Linked DNA regions of Oryzias latipes: region 2 is linked to region 1. Evidence: chromatin contacts called from public Hi-C data. All regions are on one chromosome and are shown on one strand. The core of a region is the stretch at or near the end of the contact, and the rest is flanking DNA. Distances in the headings are between cores, read along the strand shown. Region 1 holds the start of mepce (7SK snRNA methylphosphate capping enzyme). Region 2 overlaps LOC101162700 (serine/threonine-protein kinase PAK 3).

Evidence for each region. A called contact is a pair of places that touch in the nucleus more often than the background predicts.
Region 2: a Hi-C map of embryo shows a contact between it and region 1, with 2.5 times the contacts expected there. The contact joins the enhancer-like site here to the promoter of mepce in region 1. A contact is called at or near these places in 4 of 5 Hi-C or Micro-C datasets (embryo and fibroblasts).

The regions. Positions count from the first base shown.
Region 1 is chr14:14,593,102-14,599,959 of ASM223467v1, reverse strand. It overlaps mepce (7SK snRNA methylphosphate capping enzyme), which reads left to right and starts at 4,364. Exons shown (of 5, transcript XM_023962449.1): 1 at 4,364-4,838; 2 at 6,590-6,858. The coding sequence starts at 6,637.
Region 2 is chr14:14,629,047-14,636,897 of ASM223467v1, reverse strand. LOC101162700 (serine/threonine-protein kinase PAK 3) reads right to left here. Exons shown (of 16, transcript XM_011483449.3): 3 at 14-207. The coding sequence starts at 185. Among protein-coding and RNA genes, the nearest start is that of LOC101162700, 27 kb to the right of the region's middle. Within about 2 kb of position 2,122, at least 1 of the 8 cell types and tissues checked has an H3K27ac peak or open chromatin away from gene starts, as enhancers often do. A contact at or near this core is called in embryo, where this site is marked.

The DNA of each region.
Region 1 (6,858 bases), core at 3,115-5,614:
ATAAGTAATTCATGACCCTCAGCAAGGACACGGGATCACACACTGGCAGGAAGACACAGAAACACACCTCTGTAAGATATGTGCAAAGGGGAGAATCAGTGACCTCGGATATACAGAGCTGTTTTGTGTGGCTCCTTGATCTTATAAGATAAACCATATTAGTGCTATGGAGTTTTGGAAAAGTGTAAACTAAAAACACTGGTTACCAGAAGGTAGACAAAAATCTAAAAGGGATTCATACATTTTTGTGAAAATGAAATTCCAAGAAAGTTATTTGTTATTCCTGAAAAAAAAGAAGCAAGTTAATGTATAACTTTGAGCATTATTGTTACAACACTTTTATATGGGTCCAAATCCTTTTGCTCCTTACTCTTGACAATAGAAAAACTTGATTTAAGACTTGAAAATAATTGCACTGTCATTTTTGGTACTGTTTTGAGAATGTTTTAAATTTTATAATGTTTTATGAGGTTTTATTAATTTAGGCCAACTTGTACCAGTTTTTTCACATTTTCTTCTAAAATGACTAGTTTCTACTCATTGCACTATAATACTATCACTATAATCAGAATGAACTACATTTAGGTGCATAAAACGCAAAATAATACAAATCATTTTCTTAAAACTGGTTAAAAAAACGTATTATTGGGCTGTATAACATTCAGTTTTAAGTAATTCTATCGGACAGGATTTTCCTCTTTTGAAAGCTTGTGTAAAACATCTTGCTTTTAGATTTTGATATCTTATCAGATTTCTTCTTAAGTATAAATTGCTAGATTTGCTACCTTTTGGAGATGTTTTTCTCTTAAGATTGGTGTTCTTTTCCTATTTTTTGGGCTACCTCTAGTGTATAAGCCGTCACGCACTCTTCGCGTCCGATCCATCTAACAATTAACCAGACCTGGGCGTGGGGGCACCGATCAGCTCCCAAAGGGCAACGCAAAATGCTGTCCATGACAACACAGGCCTGATCGAGCCCCTCCCCCTGACAGCTGGCTCATTGTGTGGCGTGGCTCTGAAGCGGCCTTGTTCCCCCTTTGCTTGGACAGTTCAATAACTAATCTCGGTGCAGCCAAGAGAATGCAGCTTTTTAAACGAGGGGGGCAGCTCTGATGGAAAGTCATAATCTGTGTGTCAGTGTGGTGCACGTTAACTGGTGGACCACCTCGTCAGTTCAAATGAGGTAGAAAACTAGTTTTGCAGTGGTTGCAGGGGTGATATCACAAATCTGACATACTTCCTTTCATTTTTTTTCCACAATTGTGTTACCATTAACAGTTTACTCCTATTTTAACAGCTAAAGACTTCAAGAAGATTACTAAATGTGTTTTCTTTGTTAGGAATGAAGTAGTTACTTTAATATCTAACTGCACTTGCAGAATACTTAGTTTGACAGTTTCAATGTTTTTGTCGCCTTCATTCTCCTTTGCAGCATTTTTTTAGGTGTTTATTCAAATGTATGTTTATAATATCAATATTAGAAAAGCATCCCACACTGTTCACATTTGTCTACCTAAACTCATAGGAATCATTCGTAAGTTCAAATCAGGCAGGTCATTTAAAAGGCAATCACTCCCGCTTTTGATCCCACGTGAAAGATGACACAATCACCACTTTGCTGACCAGCAGCCAACGGTCACTCACAGTGGCACAGAGTGTGAACTCACAGAGTAGACATGGGGGTTGTTCTGATGTGACCGCACACGGGACACGCGAGCCGGCCCCTCCCTCTGTCACACGCAGGATAATGACCAGCCGGCTCGTGCTCTTCACAGAGGGCCTCAAGAACCATATGTGTTCACCACTTTCTGCTTGGACACACACAAACAATTGAATATGTCCAGAGCGCTTGAGGCGCAGACCCTGAGGAAGGGCAGATGGTGTCCGGGATTGAAGACCGCACCCACATTACCATGAGAAAAGAGGGTGACAGAAAAGGAGGGGGACAGGTACCCTCTCGTTTTAGTTTTCTTCCATAGAGACTACAAAGGAGGGGTGACTCATTAAACCGGAGAGTCTGTTGCACTGATTTGAAAAGCAATTAGGAGCATGCTCCACACTCAGACTACCAGAGATAATAAAACACCCGTTGAAACATTTTTTTCCCTTTTTCCAAATGTTACTTTGTTATTTATTTTTATTATATTGTCTTCCAAAAAGTTTTATATTAGCATAATGTTAAGGGTTAGGGGAAAAATATATCAAACTTTCTGCATTATTAATATTACATGTATAAGTCACTGATAGTCGTTATTATTGTATTATTGTTTTAAGAATTGATGCAATGATTTGAATTTCTGTTTTTGTGGAGTTTTGTGGGGTTTTGTGATAGCCATCAGAACCAGGCCTACAGTACAGAGAGATAACACTGATGTTACAGCTGCATTCAAGCATTTATTGAATATTACTGGAGGATTTTACTCTGGATAAGAATTTACTTATGAACTTGAAATGTTCGATTGACCACATGCACATAAGCAGTTTTCCCTCTGGAGGGCATGCAAACATTGTGCTGGTGCCTGTCACAATTACAGTAACTCAACATATACATCCAAAGTTAAGTGATATTTTATTTTACAAATCAAAATCGAGTCTGTTTACTTACAACGATGAAAGGGAAAACTAATATAGCCTTAAAAAACGCGTAAAAATTAAATTCTGAAAGAACATCCAGTGTTAAACGCAGGATAAAACTGTTTAGAAAAATGGTAAAAAAAAAAGATTTGATCGCCCCCTTGTGGCCATTCAGAAAACAGATGTAAAAGGTCACTGAAGCAACATCAAGGTGTCCATGATGGCAGTCATATCTCACACTAACACCCAAATAGACTTAAATACCAGAAATACTTCATAATTGTGTTGGAAATATGAAGTATGTAGAAGAAAACAACCCTAAAGCTTATGTGTACAACTGTAGTTGTACACTTTCATTTGACCTACAACAATAAAAATACATAACATGTAGAGTACAAAAAAACATGCTACTGCAAGAAAGAATAGTTTATTGTAGTCATTGATTTTTTTTCTTTCATTTACCTGTTACTGTACCTTCCATATATTTTGCCAATTTGTTTTTAAAAAAATAACTATTTTGATTTTACCCTCAACGTAATAAAGGCTGTAAGACAGAAAATCACATGGCTTGATCTATAAACAGTTGAGAGTGATGATTTTCAATCAAAATACAGGGAGAGCTTTGTGTAGCAAATGCAAAAAAAAGGGTTTGGAAGAAAAAAAAACAAGTTATTCAAAGCAAATATTTAATGTTTTCATTTGCTACTTAGAAAGTTGTGCTTGTGTTAGCATGAATATCACTTCATGCGTGGTAAAATGAAAAATTAATTGTGGTCATTTAATTTAGAAATAGCTGTTACATCAGCTAAATGTCAAATTTGAGACACTTTTTAAAAATGTGTTAAAATGTCTTTTGGCTTCAAACTAAGCATTTCAGGCTGCTAACTGTAATGAATTTGCTTGAAAGTGTTGAAATTTGCTGCCGTAAAAGAAAGCTGTTATAAATCAAGAAATAGCCCTTTACAAAAAGAAAACAAATGTAATATAAAATGATGAGAAAGTTCATAACTCCTAAATTCACTTTATTTTCCCAAGTTAGATAGTTACAAATATTACAGGAAACTATTGTACTTTCACAGCTTTGTATCAGACAGCATCTCACAACTGTTTGGCCAATTTCTTATAAGCAGCGATCATGCATTAATGTAAAAGGTTACATCAATCTGAAATTCTGCTAAGAATCTTCCTTTCAAGAAAATCCAAAGTAAAGTTGTGAGCAGGTTACTGAGGAGGCCACTTGTGGATCTGTTCCATGACTTAGAATTAAGCAAAGGTTATTCATTTGACTGCTGCTGCAAAAGATTAAACAAATCTAAACACACACTGTTGAGGTGTTTGACAGTCAGTATTATTTTATACTCTCGTTCAATTACAGATCTGAAATTAAATCTATTACTATTAGAAATTTTGCTTTTTCCAAACTTTTAAGCACTTTATCACATTATTTCACTTAAAGGACGGACAGACAGACAGACAGAAGATAATTAATGGTATTGCTATAATTTTTTTCTCTTGACAATAAGATTTATTTTATGCTTTAAAAAGTGCTACTAATATACTGAAGATGAGAGATTACTGTTAAAATGATGGATGAAGGATGAGGTGGTGGGAGGGTGGTCAGGGCCGCAGAATTGCTCAATGTGGACCTACTTTGTGTTGTTGGGCATCTGTGCCTTTATAGTCCCGTTTTTAGACCAAAACAATGGCCAAGTTTGTTCATTAAAATGTGTTTGCTGACTGTCATTAAAAGTTCCACTCGCTCGCGGCCTCTTCTGGGATTAGGGGTCTGAATCTAATGGCAAAGAGTTCCCACTACCTTGCGCGAGCTCACAGATCTCCGCCCCGGTCACGTTAAGCTTACAACTCGAAGCCCGGATGCGCCGCCATGCCGACTCTCGTCAGCGAATGCTGTCATTTATTCACCAAACTGTCCGCCTGGAGTTGACCGAACAAGTCGACAAGGCAGTGGGGGAAACAAGAGAGACCTAGTGGGGTACAGGCCGTGCTTTGCGTGTAAACCGTGAGCGCCGTTGGGCTCGGAGACACTGGGGTGCTAGCTAGGCTAACGTTAGCTTGAGTGGAAGCAGAGCGGGGTGGAGACGGCCCGGCCGGAGGCGGGGAGAGCACCACCGCGGGGTGACACTGGGATCCTGACGGTGACCACACTGTTCGGCGGCCATCTGGGACATAGTATCACTTTCCCGTACCGGACTTGGGATTTGTTTGTTTATTTTTGTTCTGGATTCACCCGTCAGCGCATGAAGGTGGGTACTTGGTCGTTTATTTATCACCACTGTTGCTCCAGAGCTAAACGTTTAGGCGACGTTTTCAGAGCTCTGGCCCACGATGGAGGAGCTAAGGGCTAGCATGCTAACCCAAACTACTGTTCCAGACTCTGACTCAGAAACTTCTCAGGTCAGCAACCTCCGAGTGGACACGCTTCAGATGTCAGCCTGTCAGGAGGGCAATGCTAACGAAAAATCTGCCGCGGACCGTAGGACCTTTAAAATTAATATAATAAAATGCAACACTCAGCTAAAAACAAAGTAATTTATTTACTATTAAGAAAATTATATGTTTTATATATTCAATATGCCCGGATTCTCCTTTATGATTTTATTTGCTGTTCGTTTTGTCCATCTTATTACTTTCCTGACTTAATTATGGAGGCCAGAATCTGCACACTGACTCCCCAGATGACTTTTAATGCATGCAACCATAAAGAACAGATTGAAGTTTCCTTAAAACAATGTCGATGAATCTCAAATCAATTCTTTTTTTTTTTATCAATCATAGATAATGCAGTTTGCATGATTTTAAAATAAGGCTAAAACCGAAAACACTGAAAATCCAAATATTTTGTTTGGATTTTTTTGCAAATGACATCATCATGACAATATCCTACAGTTTTATAAAACCACTTTCTGAGAACTTCAAACTTTAGTTTTGGTAACATCCAAATCTATTTTTTTAATGTAAAGCTGATAATGAATTATGAAGTTGCAGAAATGTTTATCCAGGAAGTTGTAGATATACAAATATAGGATTGTCATCTTTTTTTTTTTTTTTTTTAAAAGTTAACTCTTCAATTGAAAACAACAACAAAAGCATTAACCTTTCTTTTAGGCTCTAAACAGTAGGAATAGTGGAAGAACAAACATGTTTCTTCTACACAGGCACAAAAACAATAGCAACAACAATAGCAACGTCACATCTTAAAGGTGTATTTTTGGTTTTGGAGAATATGATGACCTTCTGTCCCTTCTCTGTTAGTTTAAGTTTGAATGTAGTTTTGTTAGGAAGTGCATGAGGAATATTTGTGCCTTCTAATCAGGTGGCACAAATGCTATAAACCTTATGTATCTCTGATAAGGTAGAGCAGCAGAGACGGGTGGAACCTCCCTCTATATGCTACCATGAACCAAGCAGGAACAGTGTGGTTAAAAAAGAAAGATGTTTTGTCTGTACTAGCATTTTTGACCAAAGCATGTTGCAGATGACATCCCAAATTATGATTTTACTTATTTAAAGTCTATTTTAAAAAGTGTTCTCAGTGGTCTTTTAATTAAAATTTTGTCGTTTTTAGTCCAAAAAAAAACAACCTATATCATTATCTAGGATGAATAAATTTGTTGCTTGTCGTTGTAGGTTTCACATCACAGCTTCAAGCTTTTTCCAATGGCATTTTTCATCTGCCCCTGATTTGGAACAACTGGAATAAAGGAACACTCAGAAACAAAATTTTTAGCTATATTGTCTTTATACTTGTCCTCCATTGTTAGAAAAACGCCACAAAAACTTTCATCAGATTAGGTATTTAAAGTTTTTGTTGGCAAAAACATCAATTATCATTGTCTTTTTTTTTTGCATTCTTTGTAATGCAATTAAACAAAAATCTACCTATCGGTTGTTTTGGCACTTTTTTGGAACTTAATTTAATGTTTACGGTGTTTTATTCAAGGGATTATAAGAGATCAGATGGTCCTTTAACAGCTGTATTCTTCCTTGTTTTCAGACAAAGGACAAACAAGTTTCAATGAACAGTTCTGGAAACTAACAGAGATGTCTGTCGAGGAGGACGCCATAAAAACTGGCAGTTTAGAGGCCAGGTCAACGCCATCTCTGCAGCTCTCAGACTGTACTGGAGGTTACAGCAGTGTGTCCGTGATGATGGAGGAAAATGCAGCCACGCATGACTTTGCAGCTGCCTGTCCTGTCCCGGGCACTGCAGCCTCACCAAAGCACACGAGCACAGACAGCGCGGGACAAAAAGCCAGAGGGAGC
Region 2 (7,851 bases), core at 873-3,372, 39 kb before region 1:
GATGGATGCTCACTCTTATCTCCTCCAGGAAAGATGGATCGCAGGCGGACTTTCTTGTTTTTCTCTTCTGGAGCCATTGGTAGCGGTTTGGATGCGTGATTCACTGATGAAGAATCTCGGGAACTACTGTTCATTCTCAAGGGGGGGGCCGGCGGTTTCTCTTCAATATCGACACTATCAGACATTTTTAGCAACGCTCACAAAATCCTGGGAATGAGAAAGAGAGAAAGAAAATCTGTGTGTGGTAACTGTTAATGAACTGTGAACTTGGAAGAAGCAGGACATCAAGGTCCACACACTCGACTTATTTATTATTATTTATTATTGTTGGACAGAATGGAGAAAGGAAAAAGAGGCATAGAAAATTCTGGATTTATTCTCAGAATTCTGACTTTAATCTCAAAATTCTGAGATTAAAGTGAGAATTTTGAGAAAAAATTCAGAATTTTATATGGCCTTTTTTTCTTTCTTTCTCCGTGGCCCTAATCCTCTTCCGTATTGTACTATAAATGGTTTTGGTATAAAGTTGGACCTTTTATTCCTGTGCTGAAAAAACATCAGGGTCAATGAAAAAATGCTCCTTTTTGAAAACAGCCCCCAATGGTCATTTGAGGAACTGCAACATTTGGTATGGTGCAGTTTGCTTCAAACCTTAAAACTAGGAGCTTGGCTTTTGGTCAATGTGGACTTGACTAATCTTCATAAATGCCTGTAGAATACAAAAAACAGCTACAGCTACAAGATATATTCCATTAATCTGACTTTTCTAGAGTAAAGATCTAGAAAATTAGGATTTTCTTAGGGTGATATGTGGAAAAAAAGAAATTGTGTTTTTTCACAAATACCACACATTTACCATTAGTAGCATATAAACATGTGCAATGTCACCAAAGCCTTTTTGGACTGATGTAGAAAAGTCAGCTATTATTTAGCCATTATGCAGTTATAATGCACATGTGTCACTTGCGTCATGCTCTGATTGATTTAACAAGACTGACCTAGACAATTATGGGCTGTAGTGGATTATATGGTGACTGGAGAAGCCAAACACACATCAAAAAACATACAGATCATACATAAAATATCTCCAAAATAGAAAACACACTTTATTACTTTGAAAATGCAATCTGCAAACACTTAGAAAACAAATACAGAGATAAAAAATAAAGTCTCAGTAAAACACCAAAAAAAACTGCTTTTATACTACAAAGTTTGTGTTTGTGAAAAAAAAAAACACTGTATATTTCCAGATATTTGCAAGAGGATGGATGAGCTGTAATTTCATGCCTCAAAGCACTGAAGAGAGAAATTGGATTTGTTAGTCCCAAAAAATGTATCTCTATTGTTGTTTGTTTCTCTGTCTATATTTCGTTTCTGCATCATTTTAATGGATTTTGGGATTTGCAGAAACTTTCATTATTAGTGTTCTTCACAAAGAAACCTAAATATAGAGACAAATAGACAACCTTTTGTACTTTCAAAGCATTTTCTTAAGATAATTCAAATCTGAATTTGGACTTACTGTATAACTAGGCCTGGTTGACATTGCAACAAAATTTTTTTTTACACAGAATCAAGAATCTTCTTGTTTTTTGCTATATTTGCTTTAGCTGACAGCTATCTCGACATATTAAAAAAAAAAGCTGCAAAATTGTTTCTAATGGTGTGCCAAAATTAAAAAAGAACATAATTTATCTATTATTCGTATTTTTTTTATGTTTGTTAACAAACTGTTGCATTTATGAGTCTTGCATTTAAAAAAAACGTATGAAAATAGCAATCTATATGTAATACTGTTTACAATCAAATCGAATGTAATTGTAGATAAATGATCATTAAATAAGTCTAACCCAGCTGGGAGAGTCAATCCAGCACTGGGACTGGACTGGTGTAACCACGAGATGAGAACGAGTCTGATGTTTCCATCATCTTTAGAAACAGGTACCAGGATTTAACTTGAAGCGAATCTGGCACAGGGAACCCATTCCATCACGCCTACCCACCATGTAACCACCCCAGTACCATCTTCAGCTCCTTCTCTGCCTCACCCCGAGGCCAAGCCCATCATGTGATGTGCAGCGCCGCTACTGCAGTAAGCGGGACATCCATGCTGCCCCCCCTCAGCGGAGACCTACATTAGCAAACAAAGAAAGCTGCCCCTCCACTGCCCTTACACAGCACGCATGCACCTCCCCCTGACAAATTACTCATCTGTCTTCATGGTGGCATTAGCAATTTATGCAGCCGCCATGAATGCAGGATACAAGTCTGGCTGTGGTTTCAACAGACTTCTGTCAGCTTTTAAAAACAAAAGATTTTTTTTTCAACAAAGGAATTAGATCACTGGAAAGATGGGTTGATAAGAAGCCATAATCTACCTAACAGGATTATTACACAATACTTATCTGGATTCTACCATACCATAATATGTTTAACAAAAAAATTCTTGCAACATAAATGTTCCAGTTATGTGTTGCTTCCTGTCCAGGCAAATCATAGACACCATTGATGTTTATTTATGACGAGAAAAGTTTTCACAGAACACGTAAATGCTGTTTTCATGCAAATCACTGCATGATTTACATGGTACAAACTTGATACATTTTAATGGAATATACCATTCCAAATAAATATGTTTTTAGGAGAAGACTGACTGTGAAACTAATTTGCTGACCTTTTCAGTTAGAAAAACTGATGGTTAATAAGTGACTTGTAAAGCCTAATTGTGAAGGCAATTTAACCTTTCAAAAAGAGAGCCAAATATGAGACAACAAACACAGAAAAGCTTTCAAACATCATTAATACTCACAAGTACCTTTTGATGTAATATTTCTAAATAAATAAATAGAAATAAGTGCCCAATCGAAGAACATAATGGCTTCAAATGTTCTTGTGTTAACTTGATTATTTTCCCAGTTTGCTGCCAAGATCTCGTGAGATATAGTGAGTGGTGGCAGTGAACTGTGTCAGCAGTTTCTGTTGGGCAAGATCCCAATTAGAGTCCAGACAACAGCAAAAAACCGGTTTTCTCAGTTTGTAGTCTGGGCGTATCTGTGACAAAAACCCAGCAAAACTCTTCTGTTTACAAAGTTGCACTGTGTAACCTAATAAAGCGACCGTCAGGTGTTAAATACAACATGATTTATTTAGCAAATGCAGAAAAAAGGGGTCATAAATGCATTAAAAGAAGGGATCAGAAAGGGTGAACGTAAGACAATACACTTTTTCCTGGTTTAAAAATACTGTAACCCAACTTATTTACACTTGAATCTAACTTTTTCAACTGCCTATTAAGGTCCACTCAATGAACTCTGCAGGAACCCATTGTCAGCAAAAAAAAAAAAAAAACAAAAAAAAACAAAAAGAAATACAATGCTGTCAAAACTGGAAAGACCATCCTTCTCACTGTGCCTCAAAATTCTGATGGTGACATTATTTATTTTTAAAAAAATCTAAATTTGGGTTAAAACTGTCTTAATTTGCCACAGTATAGTTAAAAATATCACCAACACAGATACCTAAGTGCCAAAGCACCTCAGTGAGCTAAAACCTGAGCAGTCGGCCATTGCTATAACTCCGATCTTTAATATCTTTGTGGTCAGACACATTACAACACCCTTAACTGTTTTTCCGCCTATGTGTGAAATGTGTTTTTTGTTACAGTGGAAAAGACTGACAGTCATCTTACAGTCATCAGGATACAAGTGGTAAAAGATACCAGAATGAAAAAATGACATCAGATTATTTTCCAGGCTCAAAAACACTAAAATATATATCTGAATAAGGGAACCACTATAGTTCACATTTGCAATATATATATATATATATATATATATATATATATATATATATATATATATATATATATATATATATATATATATATATATATATATATATATATATATATATATATATATATATATAATATATATAATATATATATTGCTATTGACAGTGACAGTGGGTGTTCTAAACAAACTGTGGTCATAGTAGTAGTTGTGCAGATCCCTGCTCACCTGCCTGCTGGCTACTGGCTAAAAACAGCCAATTCATGAAGGCCCAGACATTACTGATTCTTTACTCACATAAAACACTGACCTATTTACGCCATGAACCACTGACAGGCAGGAAAGCAGTCAGTGTCACTCTGTCCCTGAAACAAGCAGCTCCTCTTTTTGAAACACAGATACTATAGCCGAGTGTCTGGACGTCAGACAGGAAACGTACTTACAGACTAATCAACTCAGGCAAATATTAAACAGAAACAAGGTTTCAATAAAGTCCTCAATGTGCTCTGATGTTAAAAAACCTGATCCACAATATTCATATTAAAAGAAATCCCAACCAAAGTTTCTTTGGTGCGATAGTTGACAGTAACAGAGACACTCCAGCTCAGCCCAAATATTTCTGAGAATGTTCCCATATCTCTCTTACATAAAACATTAAAGCTTCCATAAAAAGCAAGGCTTTTTTCCCCACTCTTTCAAACATTAATGCTGAATTTGGATGGCTAACAGAAAGAAACTAATCTTCAGCCCATGGCAGCTGAGTAATGGCCCAGAGATGTGGGGGGAGGACTCCATAAGCTTGGTGCTTCATGCCCCTGATTAGGACACGCTCTCTGTTTGACTTTGCTTCAGCTTCAGTTCTGCTTCTTTGAAGGATGCTGATTACTGGGATGGGATAGACAGTTCGAGGACATCCAAAGCACACTGAGAGAGGAGGGATACTCTGCTGCTGCAGTTTATGACTGTCATTGTCTTTACAACAACTTTTTCCAGTTGAGTCTTTTTACAAACAAAGCCGGACAAAACAACGCGCACAGATATTATAACAGGGCTCAGTGATGACACACAGATGCCACTTCCAGCTCACATGCACTTAAGTTCAGAGTAAAATACTCCAAGCTACAGTGAAGCAGCAACACAATCCTGTTTAATTTCAACTAAATGCTGACAGGAGGAAGGATGCATTCATTCCTATCAAGGAGAGCTTATCTAAAAGGGAATGAATATGAATTTAATTGATGGTGTATTTATTGAATTCACCAAAAAGCACAAGCTGCTGGTCTAAAGATTTTTAGTTCATTGATTTAGCTCTTGCTGGGGAGAAAACAAGACTTGTTCCTATAGCTAAATATCATCATAAAACCACAGAGGTCTCCTTTTTATTCATATATTTACATTTTGTGTAAGTTGTTAATCAGAAGCAAATTTAACAGATGTTGTCTATTAGTTGTGTTTTAATTGTAGTGACACCTGTGGTTTTTATAACTTTCAAAAGTAATGCACTTTTTGATAGAACAAAAAGACTTCAAGGATGTAAAGTTTAGCTAAAAAGGAAATATATTCATTGTATGTCTATATGACCATACAACTTGTAACACTTATATGTTTTAAGTTCCATATACATTTCTTAAGACAGGTGGTATATAGAGTACATTTCACTAACTTGGTCTACTGCTTGGGCCATCTAGGTCCATAACCGCAGCCTTAAACACATGGCACTGGCCTCTTGTGGTCTTTCTTGTGGGTGGTAGACTTATGACAAGGTGAACCAAAGCTGTTATTTTTTCTTTTCGCCACTTCTACTATATAACTTGTTTTATTATCCTTCTTGAGCTGAGCTTGGGCAGGTCCTGAGGGAAGACACAGCATGTCAGTAGGGACAATATAGTGGACCTTGCTTTTAAAGTTTCTATAAGGGGCATCTGAACCAGGAGATCAAGGGCGATTGACTGGCCCTTAGAATCAGTCAAGTGCTTAAATCCAACCCCCACCATGATAAGGTGGTGGTTGATGGAGGAGTGACTGGGGTGGGGTCTTTAAAATAAGAGGGACGAGAGGGCAGAATGCAGCCTCCAAATGGGAAGGTCACACTACTCAGCCTCTCTGATAAAGTCTTCTCATGGAGAGGAGAATTAGGCCAATGGTCAAACCTCTGATTCAGTAGTGGAAGGGAGACATTTTGTGAATTTTCAGAAAAGTTTCAATCTTGCCATTTGCCGTGTTCTATGAGGAGGTATTCTTGGAATATGGAGTATGGACTCTATCGAAGGCTGTCCGGTTCTTATTACTGGCAGCAAGTCAAACTTCTTTGCTGGGCATGCTGGGCATGCTCTGGCATCAAGAGAAGCCAGTTGACGTGGCTTAAGAATGTCTTTCAGATATCTCCTGGGTACCTTCCTGGGGAGGTATTATGGGGGCTGTCTCACAAAGAGTTGTCCCTGAAGAGTCTATGTTTCTCGAGTGGCCTGAGAGCACCTTGGGGTACCCCAAGCAGAACTAGAGAAAATTTTCAGTGGACTGCTTTCTTGGGGTTTTTGCATAAGAATAAACAAACAAATCTGGAGGCCCGAGGGTCTGTGCATGTAATGGCTGACTAATGTTCTACTTGACAAAAAAGAAGAAAATAAAAAGCTTGCTGATGTGCTGAAAAGTAATCGTGCTGCAGTTCTCTAAGATTGGTGCATTAACATAAGAAGTAACCTGTGGCGGCGGGGGCACTTTGGCACAAAACATTTGGGGTTTTTTTAGAAAGAGAGACCAAAAGCATTTTTTTAAAATTGTCTTATTGCTAGATTTTATAATTGGATATGCGCTGATAACAGGTGGATATGAAACTGCTTGAAAATTATATTCTAAAACAGAATATGACATTTAAAAAAAAAACGAACAAAAAAACCCAACAAATAGTCAATCCTCTCCCGTCATAATCCTAATAAAGACTTTGAGGGCTGCAGCTCCTCACGTCTCACAGTTTGCGCAGCTGCGCTGTGTTCTGCGCGTCTGTTTCTCATCCAGTAATAATGAAAATGTTGTGATCAGTGTGACCAGGTGGGCGTGGCTGACTTTTTCCCTGGTGCCTCCCTACATGGCACACCTGATCCTCATCTCATCAAGGTCTTTAAATGCCTGAGCCTGTTGCTTCTCCATGCCGGATTATCACTTTTCCATTGCTCTACATATCTGTGGTTTTCCAGTTTAGCTCCCTGATTCTGCTGCCTGTCCAATTCTGTTCCTTGTCCTGTGAGGAATAAAAACTGTTTAACTGCCCTCGGAGTCAGATTCTGCTTTGGGGTCCTACCGCTCACCATAACAGAATAATCCAGCCAAAATATGGACCCCGCAGCGTTTGAAGAGGTTAAACATGCCCTTTCGTCCCAAGGGGCCCTTGTTGGACGGCATGATCAAGCTCTCCAGGAAATCATGAACACCCTTCAACATCTTTCCACCGGAATAAATCGTCTCGGCGGTCGCCTGGAGGAGGTCTCGTCTCAACTCACCTCAGGAAGATCCCCGGATCCAGTTCAAGCCGCAGTATCGGATCCAGCCCCGTCACTTGCTCCTCACGTTCTTGCATCATCTCCCCGTGAGCCCTTCATCCCCACTCCCAGCAGGTACTCCGGAGAGATAGGTCTATGCAAATCATTTATCCATCACTGTAGACTCGTGTTGGATCAGCAACCTCTCACTTATTCCTCTGAAAGATCCAAAGTGGCGTTCATCATGAGTTTACTGTCAGGCAAAGCCTCTGCCTGGGCTGTTGCATTAGCCGGCAGTAATTCTCCCCACTGCGACTCTTTGGCTTTATTCACGGCTGAAATGCTCAAAGTTTTTGATCATCCTCTCCAGGAAAAAGAGACTGGAAATCGCCTGCTCTCCTTACGCCAAGGTCCCGCTTCAGTTTCGGAGTACTCCATTGACTTCCGCATCTCCGCTGCGGAGTGTGGCTGGGATGAAAAGGCCCTCACCGGAATATTTTACCGGGGTTAGAGAGGAGATCAAAGACGAACTACTAGCTGCTCGTGACGAAACTTCCAACCTAGAGGAGTTAATTTCCCTCTCC